Regions from separate parts of the Mus musculus genome. Here regions 2, 3, 4, 5, 6 and 7 are each linked to region 1. Evidence: chromatin contacts called from public HiChIP or PLAC-seq and promoter capture Hi-C data. All regions are on one chromosome and are shown on one strand. The core of a region is the stretch at or near the end of the contact, and the rest is flanking DNA. Distances in the headings are between cores, read along the strand shown. Region 1 holds the start of Hunk (hormonally upregulated Neu-associated kinase). Region 2 overlaps Eva1c (eva-1 homolog C (C. elegans)). Region 3 overlaps Eva1c (eva-1 homolog C (C. elegans)). Region 4 holds the start of Eva1c (eva-1 homolog C (C. elegans)). Region 5 holds the start of Urb1 (URB1 ribosome biogenesis 1 homolog (S. cerevisiae)). Region 6 overlaps Urb1 (URB1 ribosome biogenesis 1 homolog (S. cerevisiae)). Region 7 has its middle 3.9 kb from the start of Gm36169.

The links. Promoter capture Hi-C pulls out the DNA fragments that hold promoters and counts their contacts. HiChIP or PLAC-seq counts read pairs in DNA pulled down with a chosen protein or histone mark.
Region 2: a contact with region 1 is called in an H3K4me3 HiChIP or PLAC-seq map of embryonic limb bud, with 4 times the contacts expected there. The contact joins the enhancer-like site here to the promoter of Hunk in region 1. A contact is called at or near these places in 4 of 39 promoter capture datasets (cranial neural crest, frontonasal cranial neural crest, hematopoietic stem and progenitor cells and 1 more), 4 of 115 datasets of contacts at active chromatin or transcription factors (SST interneurons, T-cell acute lymphoblastic leukemia, embryonic limb bud and 1 more) and 3 of 9 other capture datasets (embryonic stem cells, liver and pancreatic islet).
Region 3: a promoter capture Hi-C map of cranial neural crest shows a contact between it and region 1. The contact joins the enhancer-like site here to the promoter of Hunk in region 1. A contact is called at or near these places in 3 of 39 promoter capture datasets (the C10 cell line, cranial neural crest and hippocampal neurons), 7 of 115 datasets of contacts at active chromatin or transcription factors (embryonic stem cells, kidney and stem cell-derived neural progenitor cells) and 1 of 9 other capture datasets (embryonic stem cells).
Region 4: a contact with region 1 is called in a promoter capture Hi-C map of stem cell-derived epiblast-like cells, with 19 times the contacts expected there. The contact joins the promoter of Eva1c here to the promoter of Hunk in region 1. A contact is called at or near these places in 17 of 39 promoter capture datasets (the 3T3-L1 cell line, the C10 cell line, the HPC-7 cell line and 11 more), 5 of 484 Hi-C or Micro-C datasets (embryonic stem cells and stem cell-derived neural progenitor cells), 16 of 115 datasets of contacts at active chromatin or transcription factors (T-cell acute lymphoblastic leukemia, astrocytes, bone marrow-derived macrophages and 10 more) and 1 of 9 other capture datasets (adipose tissue).
Region 5: a contact with region 1 is called in an H3K4me3 HiChIP or PLAC-seq map of neural tube, with 6 times the contacts expected there. The contact joins the promoter of Urb1 here to the promoter of Hunk in region 1. A contact is called at or near these places in 16 of 39 promoter capture datasets (the 3T3-L1 cell line, the C10 cell line, the HPC-7 cell line and 9 more), 2 of 15 datasets of contacts at CTCF or cohesin (pro-B cells and stem cell-derived epiblast-like cells), 15 of 484 Hi-C or Micro-C datasets (the HL-1 cell line, cranial neural crest, embryonic stem cells and 7 more) and 17 of 115 datasets of contacts at active chromatin or transcription factors (T-cell acute lymphoblastic leukemia, astrocytes, cardiomyocytes and 12 more).
Region 6: an H3K27ac HiChIP or PLAC-seq map of epiblast stem cells shows a contact between it and region 1, with 6 times the contacts expected there. The contact joins the enhancer-like site here to the promoter of Hunk in region 1. A contact is called at or near these places in 8 of 39 promoter capture datasets (cranial neural crest, embryonic stem cells, frontonasal cranial neural crest and 4 more), 5 of 484 Hi-C or Micro-C datasets (embryonic stem cells, gonadal supporting cells, myeloid progenitors and 2 more), 16 of 115 datasets of contacts at active chromatin or transcription factors (T-cell acute lymphoblastic leukemia, craniofacial prominence, embryonic basal ganglia and 8 more) and 1 of 9 other capture datasets (embryonic stem cells).
Region 7: a contact with region 1 is called in an H3K4me3 HiChIP or PLAC-seq map of forebrain, with 4 times the contacts expected there. The contact joins the enhancer-like site here to the promoter of Hunk in region 1. A contact is called at or near these places in 13 of 39 promoter capture datasets (the HPC-7 cell line, HPC-7-derived erythroid cells, cranial neural crest and 8 more), 4 of 15 datasets of contacts at CTCF or cohesin (embryonic stem cells and stem cell-derived epiblast-like cells), 22 of 484 Hi-C or Micro-C datasets (the HL-1 cell line, bone marrow-derived macrophages, differentiating embryonic stem cells and 3 more), 21 of 115 datasets of contacts at active chromatin or transcription factors (craniofacial prominence, differentiating embryonic stem cells, embryonic basal ganglia and 11 more) and 4 of 9 other capture datasets (adipose tissue, embryonic stem cells, liver and 1 more).

What each region holds. Positions count from the first base shown.
Region 1 is chr16:90,384,851-90,388,214 of GRCm38.p6, reverse strand. Hunk (hormonally upregulated Neu-associated kinase) reads right to left here and starts at 1,818. Exons shown (of 11, transcript NM_015755.2): 1 at 1,499-1,818. The coding sequence starts at 1,759.
Region 2 is chr16:90,880,808-90,884,171 of GRCm38.p6, reverse strand. All of the region lies in intron 4 of Eva1c (eva-1 homolog C (C. elegans)), which reads right to left. Among named protein-coding and RNA genes, the nearest start is that of Gm36363, 31 kb to the right of the region's middle. Within about 2 kb of position 1,616, at least 50 of the 459 cell types and tissues checked have an H3K27ac peak or open chromatin away from gene starts, as enhancers often do. A contact at or near this core is called in embryonic limb bud, where this site is marked.
Region 3 is chr16:90,853,343-90,856,706 of GRCm38.p6, reverse strand. The region is part of intron 1 of Eva1c (eva-1 homolog C (C. elegans)); the gene reads right to left. Among named protein-coding and RNA genes, the nearest start is that of Gm36363, 3.9 kb to the right of the region's middle. Within about 2 kb of position 1,681, at least 7 of the 459 cell types and tissues checked have an H3K27ac peak or open chromatin away from gene starts, as enhancers often do.
Region 4 is chr16:90,829,264-90,832,627 of GRCm38.p6, reverse strand. Eva1c (eva-1 homolog C (C. elegans)) reads right to left here and starts at 1,769. Exons shown (of 8, transcript NM_001199210.2): 1 at 1,196-1,769. The coding sequence starts at 1,355.
Region 5 is chr16:90,808,893-90,812,256 of GRCm38.p6, reverse strand. Urb1 (URB1 ribosome biogenesis 1 homolog (S. cerevisiae)) reads left to right here and starts at 1,844. Exons shown (of 39, transcript NM_029497.1): 1 at 1,844-2,058. The coding sequence starts at 1,917.
Region 6 is chr16:90,778,159-90,781,522 of GRCm38.p6, reverse strand. Urb1 (URB1 ribosome biogenesis 1 homolog (S. cerevisiae)) reads left to right here. Exons shown (of 39, transcript NM_029497.1): 17 at 1-12; 18 at 1,150-1,320; 19 at 2,282-2,475. Among named protein-coding and RNA genes, the nearest start is that of Urb1, 31 kb to the left of the region's middle. Within about 2 kb of position 1,547, at least 35 of the 459 cell types and tissues checked have an H3K27ac peak or open chromatin away from gene starts, as enhancers often do. A contact at or near this core is called in epiblast stem cells, where this site is marked.
Region 7 is chr16:90,671,918-90,675,281 of GRCm38.p6, reverse strand. No RefSeq gene overlaps it. Among named protein-coding and RNA genes, the nearest start is that of Gm36169, 3.9 kb to the left of the region's middle. Within about 2 kb of position 1,556, at least 15 of the 459 cell types and tissues checked have an H3K27ac peak or open chromatin away from gene starts, as enhancers often do. A contact at or near this core is called in adipose tissue, forebrain and hippocampal neurons, where this site is marked.

The sequences.
Region 1 (3,364 bases), core at 569-3,068:
CTAGATTTTGAGAGCAAAGTCCTTCGCCTCTCCCTGCCAGAACAGAAATGAGCTCCCTGAAATCAGTCTGCATCACTGATGTGTGTCCGGCAGACAGCCCACTGCGCACCAAAAAGTAAATAAATATTCCCTTACTCCACTGAGAACAACTAGGACGGGTCTAAAGAGTTTCTCCTTTGAAGAGCTAATGTGAGTTCATACTGAATGCTGGGTTTTTTTTGTTTGTTTGTTTTTTGTTTTTGTTTTTGTTTTTTTGTTTTTTGTGGGTGTTTTTTTTTTTTTTTTTTTTTTTTTTGCTTGGAAATTCGGGCAAGAGACACTTGAAAATGACTGCTCGGTCTAACCCTGCTTACCCAGTATAAAGGGGCACCCCACTTGGAATGGCTACAGAAAAAGAAGATAAAGTCAAAGGGTGATGGAACCCAGTGCTCAAATGTAGGGGTTTCCAGGACAACAGAAACCAAGAGGAAATCAAAGGTATCCAGAGGCTAGAAAATGACTAGTGTGGTGGCCCTGGCCTGTCACCAGACTTCTCACAGTTCATCACTGTCACAAACCCCTAGGCTGGGCAAGGAAACCCAGAGCAGCAGGCCCGAGGGCTTGGCCCTTGGGCTATTTGCTGCTAGGACCGGCTGAGTTCCCCTCCTCCGCCCGCGCGGACAACCCCCAGCCTGGGTGATTAGAGTATTGGGTCCCTACAAAGATACCAGTTTGGCAGCCCAGAGCAATTCCCTGCCTGAGGCCACCCAGCCTCAAAAGTAAGTCAGCTTCTTGGGTTTCTTTTCACAAATCTAAGTTAACACCTGAGATCTGCCCGCACCCGGCCTGGCAAGAGTTCACTCTCTCACTTCTAATTAGGTCGAAGTAGAGTCCCTCCGGGTGTGGGGGAGGGGCCCCTTTCCTTTACTGTCTTCTAGAAAGATGAAAAGGTATCTGCAAACTTCTAGAGTCCAGGGCCTGTGTAGTTCTGCACCTGCCAAAAGCAGGATCGTTACTCCAACAGTTGCCCCAGCCCACACGGGGGGAGAGGGGAGCTTACAGGGCCCCAACTCCCCTCCACGTCCTCGCCTGAGCCCAGGAGGGATGAAACTCTAAGCAACCTCAGACTGGCTGCCTTGCTCTCCCGCCGCCGCACATTCCACAGGCAAAGCTGAACCCCAGCCTGGATCTAGTTCCCGCCTCTGCACTGATCCATGCCCCTACCGCAGGACCCTCCACCGCCACCTCTCCCCTCCCTTCCCTGGCGTCCGCCAGGCGGCACCCTTCCAAAACAAAACAGAAAGACGGTGCGGGGTAGCTTCGCGGGTACATCTATCTGCCCGGGTACCCCACCCCACGAACGTGAGCCCATCACCACCATCATCCATCAGTAGGTGCCCGGTGGCCCACTAGGAGAGCCTGAGCGTGCGTCTAGCCACACTGGGTTGGAGAGCCAGGCTGAGTGCTCGCGGGACAGTGCTCCCGGGTCCTCCCGCCAGGCCCGCGCACCCCAGCTCACCTTTTCTCCCGTCAGCACGTGCAGCCCCTCGCGCACCTTGGCGAAGGAGCCCTCTCCCAGCTTCCTGCTGCCGATGAGGTAGTTGCCCACGCGCTTGTGGTGCTGGAAGTCCCGGAGCCGCTCGCGGGACACGCCGCTCACCCAGGCGGGCAGGAAACTTCCCTCGCAGGCCGCCGCCGGCCTGGTCGTGTCCTCCGCGCCTCCATCGCCCCCCGGTGCCGCCGGCTCGCCCAAGAGCCCGTCCCCCGCCGCTGCCGGCATCGCGCTCGCTCGGCTCCCGCGCTCGCAGCCGCTCCTCCTCCGGCTCCCGGGGCTGCCCTGGCTCCTCCTGCCGCCGCCCTGGACCCGGCCCCGCCCGGCCCGGGTCTCTGTGCTCACGCCCCCCGCGCCTCTGTGCTAGCGCCGCGCGCAGACAATAGCTGGCGACCGGGCGACCGGGGACCCGCCCCCGAGAAGTTCGTCCTCCGAGGATCGATCGCCCAGATCGCGCCCGCGGTCCCGTCTGGTGCCCCGATCGGCTGTGAGAGGGAACAGCGGCTGCTGGTCCGAGAGGGGCACAGTCCGGTGGCGGAGTCCCCCAAGCCCGGGCGCCGCCGCCCTCTGGCCCGCCGGGTCCTCAGCGGTGCTCCCCGGGGCCGCTCCCGCCGGAGAGGAGCGCGCGGCGGGCTGCAGGCGCCCTCTGGAAGGCAGCAGAAGAAAGCCCCATTCAGTTTGAATTTGCAGAAATTTAATCCGCTCGCGGGCGGCGGGGACAGAAGCGAGCTCCACTCCGCAGCTTGAGCACTTTCAAATCCCTCGTAGCCCCTCCTTCCTTCCCCGCGCGCAACAGCCGAACTCGACCCTCGCTGGAGAGGGGAGGGGAAGGGAGCGGCGGAGTGGGCGGCGAAGCCACCTGAGCGCCAGACAGGGGGACCCCGCGCGGCCGCGTAGACGCGCGCTCCTGGGCTGCCCAAGACCTGCTGCCTCCCGGGGTGCGGATCGCGCAGGTTCTGAGCTTGAGCTTTCTGGCCCTTTCGAGAGTGAATGTCCTCACCAACAGCACCCACCATAGGCAGGGGAAAGAGAAAGAGAAGCTTTGGACTGTAGCAGAGTTGGATACCCAACCCAGAACCTGGCACACAGTAGGGACTATGGAAGATGGGTGGGTGGGTACCTAGCAGGCTATGTGTCGGGGCTCGCACACATACTCGATTGCTGTTGTCCGTGGAGAAGCAGCCGCCACAGCTAACAGTAGTGGCGGCAGCGTAGGAACCAGGGCGTTTGCTGCTTGTGCGCGTTCGTTTGCCCCCTCTCTGCTTTCCTTAGAGATGATGTATTGCAGGGTGAGCCGGACCGGACCGGACCGGAGCCTCACTGCTCCTGAATGCTTTTATTCTGCGGGCTCTGTGAGTGCACTGATTTCACCTAAACAATAAACATAAACAGCCTGAGACACCTACCCATTATTCTCCAGGATCCCCAATATATTCCTGAAGCGAAATGAGAGACACACACACACAAAAAGGATGCGGAGAGGGCTTTCCAAAATGCGACCTGTTGAGGTGCCCGCGTCTAATGCAAATTTAACCTCTGATCACACATCATCTGAGCTCAAAGGGAGGATTCGGTCCTAACAAAGTTCATTTCATTGTTTACCCCGCAGTAAACAGTTATGACATCATCGATCCACATTTATGCTCTGAGGTGGGGGAGGGGACACAGCTGTCACCCATCCAGTCTTGGGGCGGGGAAGATCCCTTTCCTGGCCTATCTAGAAAGTAACCCCCAAAATGACCGTTTTTCAAGTTCAGGCATCTGTTGGTTTGAACCACGCATAAGCTGTGAGTCTCCACCCTTGCTATTATGACCGAGTCTAGTCTTGTCTTG
Region 2 (3,364 bases), core at 367-2,866, 500 kb before region 1:
ATGACAGGCAGAACCAAAGTGGTCCGCATAATAAAGCTTAGGGCTACTAATAATAGTGTTTTTAAAAGGAGACCTAAGCTGGGCGTGAGATCGGTTGGGAGATCCAGTGGGAGTTGAATGGAGGCAGTATGGGGTGGATCAGAATGTACTGTATACAAGGGTATGAACATAAATAAATAAATAAATAAATAAATAATGCTATTTAAAGAAGCCAATAGCCTGCTCTATGTAGCATGTGGGATATTTGCTGTAGGAAAACCATTCAAGGGTTAGTTACTCTCTACTCTGCTAAGAGCTTAAAAAATTATGAACTCAGTCAATCAGTCAATCAAGGGGAGGAACCAGGAGAAAGGCTAGAAACAATGTATACCAGTACAATGTACACATTGTATAGACATCCATAATACAAAGAAAGCAAATTAAAGCGATATTAAGGAAACCTTCAGGAAAATAGAACATCAGACCACTAAAGTTGCAGGGCAACCCAAAAGTTGTGCCTCACTATTTACATATGCAAATTGGTACACTAGTGCTTGTAAGAACTGGTAAGTTTATACATATAAGTCAGGAAACACTCTGATGATATAAACAAGCCCCACCCACTTCTGATATAAAACATGTGGGAATTTATTCCAAAGAAATAGCCCATAAAAAAAAACCTGCCAGCACGCACTCGCCTACAAAATGTGTTCTGAGACTCAGAAACACAAGACCCTCCCCATAAGGAATCAACCCTCTAGGCAAGATGGTAGGCAGTGTTGGTGCCTTCTTGGCCCCATGGACAAAGACCCTTGCTATAAAGCTAAGGGAAAGGAGGCCAAAGGATAATTACAAACTTTCTTCTTAGCCATCTGGACTTAGAAGAAACCCAGAAAAATAAGTATCTTGTCATTTGATGGTCAAAGCTGTAGCTGAGTCTTATTACTATTTATTACTGCTTGATGTTGCTATTGTGTTTGTGCCAAAGACAATGACGATGTTTTTAAAGGTCTGAGAAGTATCTTCCTCCCAGTCTTTGAATGCTGAAGCCATGCTGAGCTATTGGGGAAGCCAGAATGGTCTGTGACCACTATGTGCCTGACAGGCCATCGCATCTCCACCAAAGCACGGGCTCGCAGAGGGGTGTGCTGAATCTAAAGCACGTGGACCTGCCAGACTTCAGCTCATATGCATAGGAAAATACACAAATGAATCTGGAGAGCCAGATGCTCTGGGACGCCAACCCCAGAGCTCCCCTTTACAGGGCCCTGATGAGAACCAGCTCTCAGCTCTCCTGCACTCCTCCATCTGAGCCAGCGCCAGGTCTAGGGTAAAGGCCAAATGCGCCTTCCCCCTTCTTCAAAGCCATGTGCCTGGGCTGCAGGAACGTCTGGGAACAAAGTGGAGATCACACACACACACACACACACACACACACACACACACACACACACTGGCAGCCTGTGGCCCGGATGTGGCCTTGTAGGCATGTTGTCTTTGGCTTATTCGGTGTTTTAAAAGTTGGAACATTTCACATTAAAAAACAACTGGATTTCCAGCATCTTAGGAGAGCTTAGAGGCTGTGATAACACAGAGCCCACATCCCAGCCTGCAATCCAGAGCCAAGGATGGGCACCGAGCCAGGCTTGCAAGGGGCCCTGATTCATTCACCCACCGAAGGTTCACAGGGCACCCATCCTGTGACAGGCAACGCTCTGGTTGCTGACACAGTCCCTGCAGAGCTCAGCCTCTCGGACGAAGAGCCACCTACTTATTTCATGGAAGTTTTTACTGAGAAGGCAGAGTTTATAACAACAAGGCTCTGTTCTGAAAGGTGGTAGGGAGGTCTCTCTGGTGTCCATCAAGGTGGTTCCAAAGAGGTGTGACAGAGCTGGCCACATATGGTGACAGAACAGCCAGAAGTCATGAGGGAAGGGGATAGAGAGGTACAGGACCACAGCTGGCTTCTGTGTCTAGTTACAATGGGCAGAATACAGGATTTTACACAGTGGGGGTGTGGCCTGCTTAACTTAGGTGAAACCTTCAGATGCTGCTCACTGGAGAAGGGAGGGAACCCCATGGTCCAGATGAGAGATGCCCTGAGTGGGCTGGGAGCCAAGAGGCCAGACTGGAGATATGCAGTCACCAGGGACAGGGAGGAGGTGGATGGGCCACCTGGGGAACAGGAAGTGTGTTTTGTCAGTTGGGTGACAAAGTTTATTATACAAAAGGGACGAACTGAGGAGTTTCTAGGGAGTACCTTCCAGGTACACGCAGCAACCGTGATGAACATACACCTGTCCGAAGAGCAAAGGTTTCTTAGCATCCAGATTGTCAAAGAAACGTATTAGCCAGCAAAGGCTAGTGTCTTCTAAGAGATTTATTTATTCTTACTTTACCAATGTGAATCAAAATGAATATATGTATGAACACCATTTTTAAATTTGGGGAAGGTGGGCAGAGGGGTGAGATGCACACCTGAAAAGAGGCAGAGGTCAATATTAAGTGTCTTTGTCTTTTGCTCTCTACCTGTCTTCCTTCCTTCCTTCCTTCCTTCCTTCCTTCCTTCCTTCCTTCCTTCCTTCCTTCCTTCCTTCCTTCCTTCCTTCCTTCCTCCCTCCCTCCCTCCTTCTCTCTCTCTCTCTCTCTCTCTCTCTCTCTCTCTCTCTCTCCTTTTTTCTCTCTTTTTGACAAAATCTCTCTCTCTAAATCCAGATCTCATCAGTTAGCTAGACTGGCTGGCCCCTAACGCCCAGGCACCCTCCTGTCTCTGCCTCCCAGTCCTGGGCTTTCAGGGGTGCACCCTCACACTTGACTTTTTCTAATGAGATTGCTAGGGACCAGAGCTCAGGCCCTCTCAGGTCCTCAGGCTTGCGTAGCACCTCACCACCAAGCCTTCTCCCCAACTCTGCGTGTCTGGTTCTGCCCCAAGGGATGAGTACAGACTTGAGGTTTCCATGTTTAGTCCTCAGGAGCTCCTACCTTCCTTGGAGACCTTCTCACTGTAGCACTGAGAGAAGAAAGGCTTTAGGGGTCATTGGTGCAGCTGCGAGCTTCGTCTTCAGTGCTGCGTGTGCTGGGGACACTGTGCCCAAGAACTTGGTGAGGGACAGGGTCAGCAGGTCACTTTGGCCAGAGCTTAAAGTCTTTGTTCTCATACGCTAAACAGGGGCAAGATCTTCAAGCCACAGATCATCTGTATCTGCCTGGTTATCATTGGTGCTACAGCTCTGGGCTGCCCTGAGGATTCCTCCGGCTCTTAAGGGGAACCCGGGGTCTACTGTTTCAATTGGTTGGTTTCTCTTTCCAGGCAGTGTGTTCCCACCCAGCTCCCTCGGAACGGGAATGCCTGTAGCCACCCAGCGAGCACAGAGCCTTCCGCCAG
Region 3 (3,364 bases), core at 432-2,931, 470 kb before region 1:
ACACACACACACACACAGAGCCCTGGCTTCAAGTCCCAGCATCACCCCAAACAAACAAAAACCGTGGCTACGTGGCAGAGTACTTGCCTAGCATGGTTGAAGCCATTTGGGAGCCATCTCTGAACCCTTTAGAAAAAAGGTCCGAAGATAAAGAAACTACACCCATCTGCTTGTTTCTTAGATACCTGAGGGAGATGTCACACGAGGTCATGGGCAGCAACAGTAGAAATTACAATTCTTAAATTCAGTTCTGGCCAAAAAGCTGACCAGATAAGAAGAGGACACCTGAAGCTTGGAGCAGACAGGTGCTTTCGGCATGGGAGGAAACCCACCTTGTTTCTAGTGGTTTCTAGGGGCCAGGGGGTCTGTCATCGAACTGACCAGCAAACACTGGGGCAATGGGAAGAGGGCAAAGGAGATGTTTGCCACTTGGAAAGCTGAGCCACAAAACCTGTCGTGATGGGACACCTCTGTTCTTGCTTTCCCACTTGCTGTCCTACATGGACAAAAGCTAACTGAGACCCCAAAGGATGGGGCTGTACCAAGAGGGAAGGAGCCTGGATCCTTAAGTGATTACACAGAGTAAAGTTTCCTTGATTTTCCAATCTCACAGAGCAATGGCCGGAGCAGGAACTAACCCTCCATTCTGTTCTGCCACCAGGGGTTCTTGGTTGCAACAGCTAGCTTACGTTGTATCAAGAATCTGCAATCCTTACAGCAGTGGCTTACCTTAAGTAAGCCGCTGGTCGGATTTTGAAAAGTAACAGCATTAATGGCAGGTGAGATTTTGAAAAGTTACTGTTTTGTGATGGTGTTCTAGATCCCCATTCCACTAACTCCTGTAAAACCAAGACATTAACCAATAGCCCACCCAACGACCAGGTAACTTCCTGGAATGCTAGGAGTTTGTTTCACCTGCCCAAGGACTAGTAACTTCCTGAAATGCTGGGAGTTGTAGTTCTTAGGAAATAACAAAGCCACATGGGAAAATATGGTGGCCATGTTGGTTTGTCCTTAAAAGCCTCTGTAACACATGCCCCAGGGCGACTCAGCTGGAAATTCCAGGGAGTGGTCCTTAACAAAATCCATCCTGGTCAGTATTTAACTACAGCTTGCTTCGAAATTGACTCCAAATTGTGGAACTCGGTTTTCTCCGGCAAATCTCAGGATTAACACTTTCCAAAGCCTCATTGGGGAAAACTTTTCTTTGAACTACGACAGGGGACTGCAGAGATGGCTCACTGGCTAAAGAGCATGGGCTGCTCCTGTGGAGGACATAAGTTTGGCTCCCAGCACACACACTGGTCAGTCCACAGCCTTCTGTAACTGCAGCTCCAGGAGATCCGACTCCCTCTTCTGGCCTCCTCAGATGCCCACACGCATACACAGAGACAACCACATATACATCTATGAAAAGTAAAAGTGAATTTTTAAAACAGCTTGCTTCTGGGTCGTGTTGGCTTATGCCCGTAGACCCTGCTTGAATGGGAGGAACTTGGCAAGCTTGAGGCCAGCCAGGTATACACAGTGAGTCCCAGACCATCCGGGGCCACGCAGCAAGCTCCCTTCTGAAAATAAAACCGAAAAGAACAGACAACAGCAACAAAGACCGTGCTGCAGGGGAGCCACAGATGAAAGGAGTTAAGTTACAGCGGGGGGAGAAGGGATGAGGTTTCACATGTTAGCCTCCAATCTCGATATTCACTATGCAGCTGAGTTAACCATGACATGAACCTCTGATGGAATGCCAAGGAAACTGAGCATGGCGAGGAGTGGGGACTGAGTACCACAGTGTTCAGAGGCAGGTTACTAAGCTTAGGTAATCTCATCGTAGTAGCACCTCCTGAATGCAATACCGGCCGCTATATAAGAAGGCAACGAGGCTCGACGAAGCAGACGCACCTGCGCCTGTGATGCCCGATGGTAACTCAAGCTTCCTCCAGCAAGGAGATGTTAGCACCAGATGTTGGCCTTTGACCTTGAACTGAAACTACGATCCATCTAATTTTTTTTTTCTGTATATGTTTATACCCAGCTTGAGGTATTTTGGTGACAATATTTAAAAATGAACTAGTAAGATAAAGACTGAAAAACAAAGAGATTGGCCAGCCAAGGTTTGTTGAAAAGAGAAAACCTAAGAGGGGGAAGAACAACCAATATCCTAAATGTTCTGCTTTCAGGCTTAGTGTGAACTCAGGAACACAGCATCTTAGAGAGGGGGAGAGGCTCAGCTTCACAAGGGAATGATGTCATGGGCCACTTGCCTCCAGTTTAGGGATGCTGAGAAGACATGCATATTCACACATACACACAGAGAGAGGGGGATTGTGGGATAGGGAGGGGAGAGGAAGAGGGAGAGGGAGAGGGAGAGGGAGAGGGAGAGGGAGAGGGAGAGGGAGAGGGAGAGGGAGAGGGAGAGGGAGAGGGAGAGGGAGAGGGAGAGGGAGAGGGAGAGAGATATGAGGTTTTCAAATGCCTGATGTCAGTTCTCCGGCACCCTTCCTCAACACAACAACTATTTTCTTTGACAATAAAACTGCTTGGTTGTCTTAAAACCAAACAATCTTATTGCCAAAGGCACGGACTTTCCCCATATGCTGTTCAATAACACTCAAAATTCAAGTATTCCCAAATGTCTCAATGTGGAAAGAATAATCGTAACAATTACCGGCTTCCCCATGATGGGAGCTCTTGGTTCTGTGGCTTTTGCCGAGGGGGCAGCATGCCACAGCCAGCCGCACTGCCTCCCCACCCGGAGGCTTTCTAACACTTCTGTTGGTTTCTTCTTCTGTGTCTCTGTGCACTGACCCACTGGTTTAAGGACATGCTTCCCCTCTGTACTCACATATGTCTTAAGTGGATGTTTTCTGCATGGACAGCCACATATATGCAATAATGCATCACTCTAAAACAGAGATGCAGGCTAGAGAGATGGCTCATTGGTCACAAGCACGTGCTGCCCATGCAGGGGATTCGAGCTCAGTCCTCAGCACTGTATAGTAGGGTGCCTCGTATCTGCCTGTGACTCCAGCTCCCAGGATCTGACGCCTTCTTTTGAACTCCTCAGCCACCCAAACCAGATGTGCCCATACACACCCTATCCTCAACAAATATCCATAACTTAAATTTAACCTAAAGCCTCTGTGGATACAGGTATGCACACTGAGGATCGTGTCGCTTGGTGCTTTCGGAGTTGAGTATACCTATACACAGCATGCGTAGCTCTGACAACCTAGCTACAGAGCCACTGTCCCATCTGCAGGCCACTGCTGACTGACGTCATCTGGTGAAATGTGAGTGCGTTCATCTGTGTGGAGAGCAGGTCCTTATGCTTGTTTGTTAGCCATGACCCCAACTCTGCCAT
Region 4 (3,364 bases), core at 520-3,019, 440 kb before region 1:
TATTCTAAGCAAAGAACCTCTGACCTCAGCTAACAATGAATGACATTCTCTGTAAGCAAACCAGAAACCCAGCTCAAGTCTGCACTTCCAGTTTCTTTGCCTAGTAGTCTGTCACACGAGCAGAACAGAGCGGAGCAGACAGGTGACTTTACCACAATTATGCTGAAAAAGAAAAGAAAAAAAAAAAAAACGGTAGCAAGGGGGTTGCTAGAGTCTGTGCCCAGCCTGAGCTAGGCAGAAGGTCCCAAGAGAAAGGATGTAGGTAGAGATAGATGCTTCTTGGGGTTGATGGAGAAAGATGCCGAGCACATGGAGATCCGGGGCGGTTGCAGTGGTAAAGACATTTGTCACTTTGAGCATGGATTCTAAAAACCATCCCCACAACTAACTGCCACCTGCAGCCTTGCCTCACACCTTGCTAAGGTATTTTGCTCAGAGGTCAGGTAGGAATTCGCCAAAGAGCACATTGATCTTTGACTTGGCAGGAGAAAGTCGTGTGTGTGTGTGTGTGTGTGTGTGTGTGTGTGTGTGTGTGTGTGTTGGGGGGGGGGTGCTGCCACCTTTTGTTGGAGAGTCATGCCTCTGAGTCCAGTCTCTGTTCTGTCAGCTTCTATCAGTCTCCGGGCATCTCCACCAGACCTCCAGTCTTCCCAGGCTCCCCCCCTCGAGGCTGGCTTGGACTTTCTGTCCAACGTGCCCTGGACAAGTCTCCTTACATGGGTACCCTGGAGTCTGGTTGGGACGCACCCTTATCGTGTGAGTGGCCAGCCAAGTGCAACCCTTCGTCCAGACCACGGCAATCTTCCAGAGTTGGGCGTGGTACCGGGCTCAGCTTAGGGGTCCGGGCTCAGCTTAGGGGTCCGGGCTCAGCTTAGGGGTCCGGGCTCAGCTTAGGGGTCCGGGCTCAGCTTAGGGGTCCTCTGGTGAACATGCAAAGGTCAGGGCTGCGTCGCCGATGCCCAGGAAACTAACAAAAGTCAAGAGAGCCTAGAGAAACTCGAAATAAGCCCGGCCTTAATAAGGGCTGACTTCCCTGCTACCACCACCTAGATGCCAAGGGCTCCCACGAGGCAAGATAACTAGTTAGGGAGAACACTTCAACTTTAATCCAACCAGGTAGTGCCCCATGCAGAGGCCACTCACCTGGGCAACAGCTAGGGGAACGCGGGCTCGAGGCAAGCAAGAGCGCTCTTACCAGAGAAATCGGTGAGCGCGGAGGTCTCTTTGGAGCACACTAGGACCGTGCAGTAGAACAGGCGCAGAAGCTGCCCCGGAGGCTCTACCTGCCTGCGGAGGCCCTGATTCTGCGCCGATTGGGGCGCGGGTGGTGGACGCGGGTGTCCTGGCAGGAGCATGATGCGCGGCGCGGCTGGGCGCGGGCGCTGGCGCTGGGATCGCAGGCAAGGAGGACCGCGTCACATGGCGGGGCGAGTCTGTAGCCACCAGCTCCCGGCCCCCTGCCGCCTCCTTGTCCAGGCTGCTGGAGCTTCTTAGGCGGTCGCCGCCGGGTCCGGGATCCCCAGCCAAGGGGAGGGGGCGGAGACCCGGGGCGGGGCGAGGATCCCAGGGAGGCCGAGGCGTAGTTTCTTCAGAAGAAATCTTCCTGGCTCCATGAACCTAGGGAGCCAGCCTAGGGAGTTTAGGGGGTGTCACCTCGTGCTCCGGAGCTTGGCCGAGGCCGATCGGGGGCGCCGAGCCCAAAGCGGAGAGCGTCTCCAGCAGCGACCCGATGCTGCGCAGCTTGAGCGCTTTCCACGCCGGTGTCTCTAGGCGGGGTGATGGTCAAGAGCTGCTGGCTCAGCTTGCGCTGGCTCGGCGCCAACCTCACCCAGGCCGGTGGAGCAGCGCGGCTGGTGCCCGTCCGTGACGCACTTTAGAACCAAGGCAGCAGCGTACAGCCCTGGCTAGAGGGGAGCGGAGATCGTGGGAAGGGGGGTGGGAGGTGAGGTCCCGGAGATAGAGACATTACCGTCTCTGCCACCTTCAGCGCTTGTTGTTCAGCCACCAAGCACGCAGTACGTCTGATCGCACTGAATGGGAGACTGGGTCCTCAACTTTCTGCCCACCATAGAAATCTGCCTAGGCTCTAGCAGTCCGGACCTGAGGGAGCTGGTAGTCTCAAACCAGTCACGAGGCTCCGAGCCAGGTTCCTTTTGCTCGGATGGAGCTTCCTGTGGGTGCTAGTTGACAGCAGCCCTCGGGGATCTGAAACTGGGCTGGAATAAACAGCGGCTGAGCGCTTATAATTGAGCTTTGTTTTAAAATGGGCCACGGCATCTATATGACCCTGTTGACTACGTGCGGTGTCTACGCATTTGGACACCCGTAGACCAATAGATCGGTGATGACACCAGGGACGATGAGCGGGAGTCCAGAGCTGCGGGGCCAGGTGCTAGGCACTCGAGAGACCCCAGACCTAAGAACAGCGCAGGCGTCCAGGCCCCGCGGCGCCGGTGGGAAGGAGGAGGGCCCGGCGGGCGGGCGGGCGCTCGGCACAAAGTGTTCCCCATCCACCGCCGGGAGGGCTTGCCAAGTTCACCCAGCGCGCCTGACGCGGAAACGTAGATAATGAGGCCCAAGGGCGGGTCTAGGCTTCCAGCCCCGCCCTGCTCTGGGAGCAGAGCTCAGAGTGCGGAGGCCAGGCCAGCAGAACAAGAGGACACTCTGCCTCCCTGTGGCACTGTCTCAGAGCTGGACCACTAGATTCTAGGAGGATGACAGCCACACATCCTTCGGGGGGCTAGGTCGCCCAAATTGAGATCCTGAGGGTGGGAAGAAAATGCTAAATACTGGTGTTTGTATGGAGAGACCCAGTTTGCATAGCCTTGGGCTGGAGAGATGGCTCAGCGGTTAATAGAACTTGCTGCTTTTCCAGAGGACACTAGTTCAGATTCCAGCACCCAGCGCTGGCAGCTTGCAACCACCCTGAATCTCTCTCAGGGGACCCACGAACTCGAACTCTACTCTGCCCCCCCCCCCACACACACACAATCTTTTTTAAAAACACAGCCTCAATAATCATGGGATATAAGTTTAATATGAACGTCTTATGTTGGGTAAACTAAGGCTGGAAGAGTAGGTAAGGTTGCTCAATTCACAAAGACCACTGGAGAAAGAGTGTGCAGACCTCGGGTCCCTCCTATTCGTCTATCTTATCCCCTCATCTAGATCTAGATTGGCTACCAGTGTGTGTCAGGTTCTTTGGCAGGGCATGAAGATGCGGGCCCAGTAAGGGAACCGTGCTCCCTGAGGGATGGGGGCAGGCAGCATTGTGCTGTTGGGGCTGTAGAAGCTTCCAGATGTCTCTGACACTGTGAGTGCATCTCCATGCGTCCATATTGTCAGGCTGTGACCAGGTGATGCA
Region 5 (3,364 bases), core at 595-3,094, 420 kb before region 1:
GACCTGGCCTAGTTATTTAGAGGACTGCTCTGAGCCAGTCTCAAACATCCATCTGTAATTCTGAGTAATTACTTGCCATCGGGTATCCCTTTATCTAAGGCTAGGATGGACAGGGGCAGCTTCTATGTAATTGAGGCTAGGATCCTGAGTACCCTGGTAAGTTCCCTGGTCTCACTAATTCTTGTGGGTTTAAAAAATATTTTGTGAGCTGTGTGTGTGTGTGTGTGTGTGAGAGAGAGAGAGAGAGAGAGAGAGAGAGAGAGAGAGACTTGCCACAGCATGCATGTAGAGGCCACAAAGCAATTTGTGAGAGGAGGTCTCTCCTTTCACCGTGTGAGTTCTGGGGATTGAGCTGAGACCATCACCCTCCCAGCCACACCCCCACCCCCAATTATTTATAACTTCCACTAGTACAGAGAGATGATAATTTCCCCCAACATCACATAAGCTAAACTCAAGGCTTTAGACTGTTTCTTCCTTCTTCTTGCTGCCTTTTGTTTGGGTCCTGGTGAGTGTCAACATGGGCAATTGGTCACAAGTCGGTCTTCAGCCTCTTCTCTCAAAATTATTCATGGTTTTAGTCATCTTCATTTTTCTGACAGGCCCGGGACCTAGGGATTCCCACAGATGCAGTTGTTTCTGTAGGCTACAGGCTCAAAGTCAAAGGCAAGTGTTGTTGTTGTTGTTTGTTTGTTTGTTTTTCTCTTAGGGACTCTAAAATCATAGGAGTGACAGGGACCACATTCTTAGATGCTTAAAAGATACTTGCTTCCAAAAGTGTGCCTTATTAGACTAGAAGAATATGACAGAGAATTTCAGAAACCATCGATTTCCCAACTAACAGGCTAGTTTGGAATTTTAAATACATACCAAGATATTGATAAGATCTGTTTTTTTTAATTATGCAACTGACTGTTTTTACTTTCCCACATTTTTGCCAGAGCATTGAATGCAGCCTGTAAATCAACAGCTTACAACAAATAAAAACTGTATCGTACTCTCTGTCCCCTTAAAGCAGTTCTTTAAACATTACATTACTTGCCGTTCTCCAGCCCAGGACTGGGGAGAGCCGGCTTTGTTGTCTCCTTTTTAACGAGGGTGCTGAGATGCGGGCACTGTCCAAGGAGGTTTTCTTAAATGCTTGCTTTCTTTGATCGCCCCTGGCCTTCAGCACCACAGAAGGAGTGCATCAAGGTTTGGGGGAAGCAAGCGTGGATGGAGGTTACTTGAAATGACATCTAACCAGCCTAGGCCTTCTGGCTAGGGTTGTGACAAAAACTGGGGATTCAGGGTTACGGACACTCTGGACCACATTCCCAAGCTAGGGCTTTTCAGAGGTAAGTCCACCTGATGTCAAGCCCTCGGGAATTCACCCGGCTTACACTTACACGCAGGGGGCTTGAACTGAGGAAGTATCAATCTCATGAAGTTGTTCAAAGGATATCATTAAAATGCTCAGAGATTTTTAAATATCTGAGCTCTTTGTGCTGCTCTTTGTGGGTCTGGGAGTTCTTCCTGCTCAGGGAGTTGCGGGAGCAGGGGAAGCATTTTGATCCATCTGCCCCAGATTGTTGCAGCTAAGGGCGGGTATGTGATTTTTCTTTGCAGGCAGAGCACAGCCAGAGAACCCTTGGGGAAATCCCAGGCCCTACAGGCCCCACCCAAGCACCAAGCCACGCCCACACCACCCAGAGACACGCCCCAGAAGGCCCCGCCCCCAGGTGTTCTACCTTCTCCACGCCCCCTTCAGCAGGCCCCGCCCCTTCCGCCCTTTCTCACCCGAAGACCGGCTCTTTTACCGGCTTCCCCTCATAGGCTCCGCCTTTCCTTCCAGTCCCGCCCCTTCCTTGCCGCCGGTGCTTCCGGTCGCGTGGGTTTTCCGAGGGTGCCGTTTTGCTGGCCCGGTGGTTTGGGCCATGGGGGTCCCCAAGAGGAAGGCGTCAGAGGGTCCCAGCAGCGCGGCGTCCCCCGCTGGCACAGTCAAGCGAACGCGAGCGGAGGAGTTCACGGGCGTGCGGTTCAAGACCCTGCTGAAGGATGCGCAGGGCCCAGGACCGGGTGAGTGGGAGCGGACTCCTCAGCTTCGGGGCAGTAGCCGGCACAGCGGCGCCTCGGAGCCCGGCTCGGAGTTAGTCAAGAATAGTTCAGTGAGATAGCTTGCTTGGGCTGTCAGTAGCCGTTCCCATAGTAACCAACTGTCAACCCTGATAATGGCGGGATGTCACGTGTAACAAGTTCCATAAGGACCTACAACTAAATCGAGTGACTAGGATTGTCCGGACCGGTAACCGAGAGGGGCCAGATTCTGTAATTTAATTTCACTCGCTGCAGAGTGTGACACCACTTCACAACGACTTCTAATCGTGCAAGGAGTACATTGGTTGTGAGGAGAACCACAGTTGAACATGTTACCATGTTCAGACGTCAACGCGGTGGTAAAAACAAGACAGCGAAATATTTCTCTTAGGTTAACAAAACTACAAAGTTAATAAACTATCGCAGGGCTTGATGGTTCGTGCCTTTAATTCAGCACTTTAGAGGGAGGAAGAGGCAAGAGGATTTCTGTCAGTTGAAGGCCAGCCTTATCTTCTTAGAAAGTGCCAGACCAAGTACACCTTGACTTCCAACATTAGAAATATTTGAAGATTAAGGATAGAATTGGTGCCATCCTGACAGTGTCATGTTGGCAGAGCACTCCTGACTGCTGCTGCTGCTGCCAGTCCAAAGAAGAGTAAGCTGTCCGTCTCCCTGAACTGCCCTGGGCTAACTCAAGCCAGGGGACTCGGTAAACACTATATAGTGAGACCCTGACTCAAAAAGTATTCTCAGCTAATGTTTTTCTTACAATTTTTATTTTTAAACGTTTGGTGCCTCGCCTTGGTCGTTTGCTTAGAAGATGACACCTTTGCTAGCACAGAATTTAGCGCCCCACACACTTATTCGATATTTAATTGCAGTTGCTGTTTGTTAGGTAGAGATGTAATGGGCGAATAAAACCCTGGCACAGGTCTTGCCATTGCAAATCTGATAGTTTGGGAAAGCAGGTGACCAGCAAAGTCACATAGTCACGGGTCTTCCAGAAGGAGCCAGCTATCCATTGTGCCTAATGGGCCTGGGACCTTGATCTGTGAAATCAAAGAAGGCTTCCCCAAGGAAGCAGGTTTTTCATGAGTTGTAGAATTGTATAGGGAAAGGAGCCTTCCTGGCAGAAGAAAAGCGCCAGCTCGGTTCCTGAAAGGCTTCTGTCTACATTTCAGGGGACAGCTAGGTTGGCAGGTACATGACTAATGAAGTGATTGAAAGACGTTGCGAAGCTGAAGTCAGTGGGTGAATGTGGGAGTTTGGAGATTTTTATTTGACTATA
Region 6 (3,364 bases), core at 298-2,797, 390 kb before region 1:
CCCATATTGATGGTAGGTCTCATGCCCAGAACCTCAGGCCACGGTTAGACAGAGCAGGGCTTGTGCTGAGGCTTTGCTCAGAGCACAGACAACTCAGTTCCTTGTGAGAAAGATGAGCCACTCTGGAAATGAAGCCATCTCACTTACAAACTGGGCCATAAAAGAGGAACTTAGCGCTGTGTTCCCGTGTGTGTTGTCTACCCTTGACAGATGTCAGAAACCTCGTTAACAGCTCTAAGGTGAGGACGGTATTGCTTTTCTCTAACATACAATTCAGAGAACTGGGAACAGAGACCAGATCACTTTGGCTCTCGCAGGTTCTTCCGTGCAACTCCAAGATTTGAACCTGTTCACCTAGCAGTTGATGGAAACAGATGCAGAGACTCACAGACAACCATTAGTCAGACATTGGGGAATCTTGTGGAAGAGGGGGAGGAAGGATTGAAGGAGCCAAGGAGTCAAGGCCTACACAAGAAAACCTTCAGAGTTAACTACTCTGGGCCCATAGGGGCTCACTGAGACTGAACCATAAACCAGAAAGCATGCACGGAATGGACCTAGCCCTCCTACACATATGTAACAGATGTGCAGCCTGGTCTCCATGTGGGACTCCCAACAACTGGAGAAGGGTCCACCTCTGATTCTGTTGCCTGCCTTGGGATCCCTGTCCCCTAACTAGGCTGCCGATTCTAGACTCAGTGGGTAAAGATACACCTAGTCCTATTGCAAGTTGGTACGCGAAGGCGGGTTGATATCCATGGGAGGGTAGGTGAGAGGGAAGGACTGGGAAGAGAGGAGGGAGGAGAGAGAGAGGTTTGAACCTAAGTGCCCAATTGCTGTCTATGCTGTAGCCCTCTCAGGTATCAGCTTGCTTGTCTGAACATGGGTAAAGTTCCTCAGCTTTCGGTACCACCTCAGGGGAGTAGCCTGCACTTTGTCAAATACCATACCATAAAGTCTGTAGACCTTGTCTTCACTTGTTCAGGCCCAAACTCTGGGAAGCATTTTTCCTCTAGAGAAGTCTGAAAATGTGTTCATTTTGTTTTTCTCCTTTTATAAACATTCTCTTGCCTCTCCCTGTGTTGGGCTGTTTCGAGGAGGATCCTCTGATGGCTCCTACTTAAGCTTGCCTCCCCTCTTCTGTCTCAGATGTGCTGGACATGGTGGACGTCCTGGTGGAAGGCAGCGAGGGCCTGGACGAGGATATTGGGTTCTTGTTAAATGAAGACATGATTCTGCTCACCTTCCCCTTCAGTGCTCTGGTCCCTGCAGCTCTGGAAGCCAGGAATAAGCTGCTCCTTGGGACAGACTGTGAAGCAGGTACCTGTGCAGGTTAGGGTGTCTGTGGGGGTTGGCGTTGGGAATGCTGGGGGCTGAAGTGCTAAGGGCCAGCGGTCAGATTCTCCAGTGATGGACATACCCTGTAGCTCAGCTCAGAGCACAGGGCGGCTGTGAAGGCTGTTTACACAGAGCACAGGGCGGCTGTGAAGCTCTCAGCTCAGAGCACAGGGTGGATGTGAAGGCTCTGTTTACACAGAGCACAGGGCGGCTGTGAAGGCTGTTTACACAGAGCACAGGGCGGCTGTGAAGGCCGTTTACACAGCTCCATGGAACAGCCATAGCTGAGGTTTTCTCGCCAGCACTCAATCCTGCTGTCAGGGTAGCGACGATTCTTGGCTGTGTTGGGTTTCCTGAGTATCTTAAACCTGAGAGCACTCACAAATCATAGCGGTCTGGAGAGCCCACACTTCACCACAGCCAGGAGCCCGCATGGCAATAGTTTGAGGGTAAAAAGTCTGTTTCCTGCCAGACCTTGTCATAGGCCAGAACAGGCCAGGTGGCTTTCCTGGTGGTGGTTTTCTGGGAAGTGGCCTAGGGATCTAGGCTCTTCCATCTCATAGCTATGCCATATGAAGGCATGGTTTCTATAATGGTTGGGCAAGGCAATCCTGGTTATCCTAGAGGATTTGGAGAGGGACTCGGAGAGGCCTGTGTGCCACGACAGAAGAAGGGACAGGAAAGCCACCTGCAAGTCCTTGGCACAGGTAGCTTTGGTCTAGCTGTATATATACCTAGGTTTCCCCTTGCAGACCTGAGGACCTGGTTTCAAACCATGTGCTATGTACATACACACATACTGAAATAGAGCCTTCCCACATGGGCATCTGACCCCTCATGGAGCTGCTGCTCCTGGGTCTGATGTGAATATGGAAGGGCATCAGGTCAGTATCTCAGAAGCAACCTCACTGATCCCTAACCCTGCCCGCCCGTCTCCTTGCAGGGGAAAGCATCATGGCATATATGACTGCAGTGTTGACCGACCTTCTCCATACCCAGAGGGACCCCCTAGCTCTGTGTCTTCTGCTCCAGTCTTACGACAAGTTTGAGCCTGTTAGCCTGCTCTGCGGTCAGCAGCTTGCCCAGTTTCACAGATACTACAGTCTCTGGATTCCTGCGCAAGCCCAAGAGGCCTTGGTGAGCTGTACTCACTGCCCCCTGAAGTCTCTTCCCTTGGTGCAGCTGGATGTGTAGCTGGGCGGGCAGCTGCAGGGTCCAGATGCTGTGCTGGGCAGAGTCGGGCCTTCACCTTCCTCTGTCCTCTGCTTACGTGAGGAATGACAGTCATGTTGTCACTGCTCCCTAATGACAGGAGTGCCTCGTCACTGCTTCTGCTTGGCCTCATCCTCCTTTTCCGTCCCATATAAAAGAAGTTTTTATCTCTCTGTCTTCTGGAGACCCTAGTGTTCTTAGCTAATATGCCTGCCCCTCAGCACAACCCATGAGCTCCGTACAGGGAAAGGAAATGGGGCGATGGGGAGGATCTGTGGAGTGGGATTCTTGCTCGGATGCTGTGTGTCTACACACTGGGGCAGAGTCAACCTTGCTGTGGATTTGAGTGGATTCATTCCATCTCAGCTATGCTTAAAAATGCAGACAGCGTAGGGCCTTTTTCTTATGATGGCAGCCATTTTGGTGGTATTCTGTGTGTATTTTAAGCCATTTGATCCACTACCTCTGAGAGGCAGGCCAAGACTGATCACCCTTTATATACACGTGAAGAGAGCTTGCACCAGCAGTTAGCGATGGGACAAGGTTTAGTCAGTCTGTTTGCAGAGCTTATGTTCAGAATAGGGATTGCCACTTTCCTCTGTAAAGAGGCCATGGTCACCAACAGTCACCAGATGGTTTAGTTCAGTGCCACTCTGCCTGTGCCAGCCGTGTTGGTGTCCACCCTCTGGAGTGGATCCCAGCTGGATTCATCCTTTGTGGTACTTATTTAAACCTGGTTGCCAGGCTCTGGTCATAATCGTGACCTAGCTAGCCGCTATGGAGTGGGGTCCTAAGACCCAGCCTTTGTCCCACT
Region 7 (3,364 bases), core at 307-2,806, 290 kb before region 1:
CTGGCTCCTGAAGATGTAAGCAATAAAGCTTTTGCCGCAGAAGATTCCGGTTTGTTGCGTCTTTCCTGGCCGGTCGCGAGAACGCGTGTAAGAACATAGGTTCGTGTGCTCACAGATAAGCATGGGGGATAGGGGCGATCAGGAATGTTAAACACACCAGGTTTTCTCTTCAAAGAGAGCAATGCATCACCTGTTGTCCACCCAGAAGGCTGGGAGCAGACATGGTGACTTCTGTGTCACTGAGACCACCCCAGATCCCTTATCGTGAGCTTGTCAGCCAATAGAAACCATCTTTATATAAAGTGTCACATGTCATCAATTTATAGAATGTATCTTTATGGGAGATGCCGCACGTACCTTACACGGAGTTCAGTGTAATTGTGTCCTAAGCTTTGCTGTGTACATGGGATTGAGTTAATTATCACCAAACGGTGCTGTTTAAATACACCTAAAATAAACAAGTTGGGGTCAGACTCTAGAAGTTGATCCAACACTGGCTACTGAGTAGTGTCAAACTGAACTATCTTCTTACTCCTTTCGGTTACCTCTGTTGTTGTGGTCTCCAAGATCCTGACACCACCATGCCTTCCTCTCCAGTAGAATTATCCTCTCAAACTGTGAGCCCAAGAAGATTTTTTTCTACCTTTAAATTGATTCTTGGTGAAAGCAACGAGAAAAGTAGTGTCGGGATGCAGCTTAGTGGGAGAGGGTTTGCCTAGCGCACAGAAGACTCTGGGTTCGATGCGCAGCATCAGAGAGAGAGAAAGTAACAATACAGGGGGCAGAACATGACTCTTGCAAACCCGACCGTGTGGCTCATAGGTCTTTGAATCTGGTTTGCAGATGAAGTGTGGGAGCGTTTGGAGCTGTGGGTGAGAGAGGCCCCAGAATTGCACGAGGAACTTACGGGACCACCGTTGTGGTGGGAGTGTGGAGGACTGAATGCCTAGGGAAGCAGACAGCGGAGGTCTGGGTCTTGAGGCTCAGGAGGGTTCATAGGGAAATGAGGGTTCTGTTGGGAACTGGGCCAGAGACATTTCGTCTTACATTCTGATACAGAGTGTCTGCAGACGTTCTCCCACTACACGGAGAACCCGAGTGAGGCTCCGCCTCCTGTTCTGCTTTCGAAGGGGGCGGGGCATTTGTTAAGCAAACCAGTCTATGGGTTTGGGACAGAACGATCTCAAAGGGTCCATTTAATTTATCGCGATCATAACACTATGTAAACTGGCAAAAGCTTCCTGAAGTGCAGCCCGTCTCCAAGAGCAGGCCTAACGTCCTGAGAGTGCTGCCAGGTTTAACACTGGGTGGGTGAGTCTTGGCTTTCAGAATGTACTGGTGCTGAAGGATTCGGCTACAAAAAACTCTTAAAGCCATACTGTAGTAAACGAATTTCCTTTCTGATGCTCTGGCCTGCATGACCAAAGTGTCTCGTTTTAGACAGAGAGCTACAGTGTGGAGAAATTTGCTGGAAAGCACTCACTACTGGGTCTGAGAACTCGGCCAACAGCCACATCTTTCCAGCCATTTCTAACAAAGGGAGTGTGCTGACTGCTTGGCGCCCTCTTCTATGGCAAGGGACACCTGGTGTTGAGAAATGCAAGCACATGGCTCAGCCTACAGAGGGCCCTTGATGGAGTTATAATTAATGTGCCATCTGCCACCTTCAAGATTTAGTGGCACAGAAAATGCTCACCTTTATGACGAGTTCTGAAAGAAGAAAGAGAAGGTCAAAGTTCCTGGCACGTTTGAGGGTCACAGAACGTTGTCCCTGGGTTGCAGATAAAACCCAGGGCCCCGGCAATGCTGGTACAGTGCCCTATTGCTGAGTCACCCACCCTGCCCTTAGAATCTGGAGACCCTGCTAAAAACAAACCAGGAAGATTGTCTTCAGAAAAATGCATGGCCACAGCTCTACAGAAATGTCGGTAAGCAAGTTCAGGAGTATGAGGAGGGGATGGTGAGAACAGGAAGACATGAATTCTGGCACAAGCCTTAAGCAGTGAGGCCTGGCACTCGCTGGGTTATGTGGGAGTGGCTGTCCGATTCCCCGGACCCACTGCCAAATGAAATCACTGGGGTCCTTGGTTCAAAAAGTACTAAGACTTTTGAGAGGACAGTAACAGAGTATGGAACCAATCTTGGGTCCACCCCGATGCTCAATAAGGAAAAAGCCACAGTGAACTCTCAGGTATTTCTAAAGCCATGGCCATACCAAATAGAAGTCCTCCTTCATAAGTGTCTATGACCTTGATACCTTGGTATTACAGTGCTCTTTTATGTCTCAATATGAAGCTCATATTTACGGTAGATTAGGGGGAAATAAAGAATGTGTTATGAAGTTTTTGACCCCTGGGAAGAGATCATAGACTCTTAAAAGGGGAAAACCACATGAAGATCATATATATATATATATCAAAAAAGAAGACAACAACAGAACCCAAATAAACAAGTGCAGAACACCCAAAGCCACTCCATGTCCCTCCCTCCTGATCTGACACTGATTGTTAAAGTCTATGGCTGCCCCTCACCACAGACAACTGTGGACAGACTGTGGACAACTGGACAGACCATGGACAACTGGGATAGAATGGCAGAACACAACTTATTTGTCATCCGACCACGTATCTTGGCAGGTGGCTCTATACAAAGCCACCTGCGCAGGGCTGTCTCTCTAAGGAGAACATAAAATATGATCTCTTTAACACCTTTATATTTATTTTAAAGTTATATTCATCACCTGCACAGCTATGAAGAAGACACTTTCTAAGAACTGTGAAACATAGTTTGTGTCCTTGACTTACCTCCCTGCCCCCACGTGTCTTCCTGGGACTTTTAACCCCAGAACAGTTCATCCTGTCTTTACCATCATCTTTCTAGGTGAAATGCTGACCTGCAGTCTGGGGAGTGTCCCATTTCCACCATCTGCTGGCTTTGACAAAGACACTCGTTATTTGTAGAAGCTTGATTTTTTTCTTTTCTTTTCTTTTTTCTTTTTTTCTTTTTTTTTGAACATGCCTCACATCTTGGTAATTTCCTCTGTGGTTTCCAAGATAGAAACTATGAACACCATGTTCTAGGTCTTCCTTGCTGTTGAGAAGTAGCATGGGATTTAGGCCTCACCCACTAGGTGCACATCCGCATTCAAGAATGAGTCCATGATGGAAGGGGAGAAGGAGAGGGGCCATCCTGTGGCCATGTGTGTCTGGTTTGTGAGTTTGGAGGGTAAAGCCTCCACCTGATACACGGTCCAGGTCTCAGCTGTGATGTCTTGGCTGCCCTGTGGGTTCTGGGCCCTAGGACTGGGAGGAAGATTCACAAGTGTAGCCTCCTCAACATGGCTAGGAACTTCCTGATATCCTCC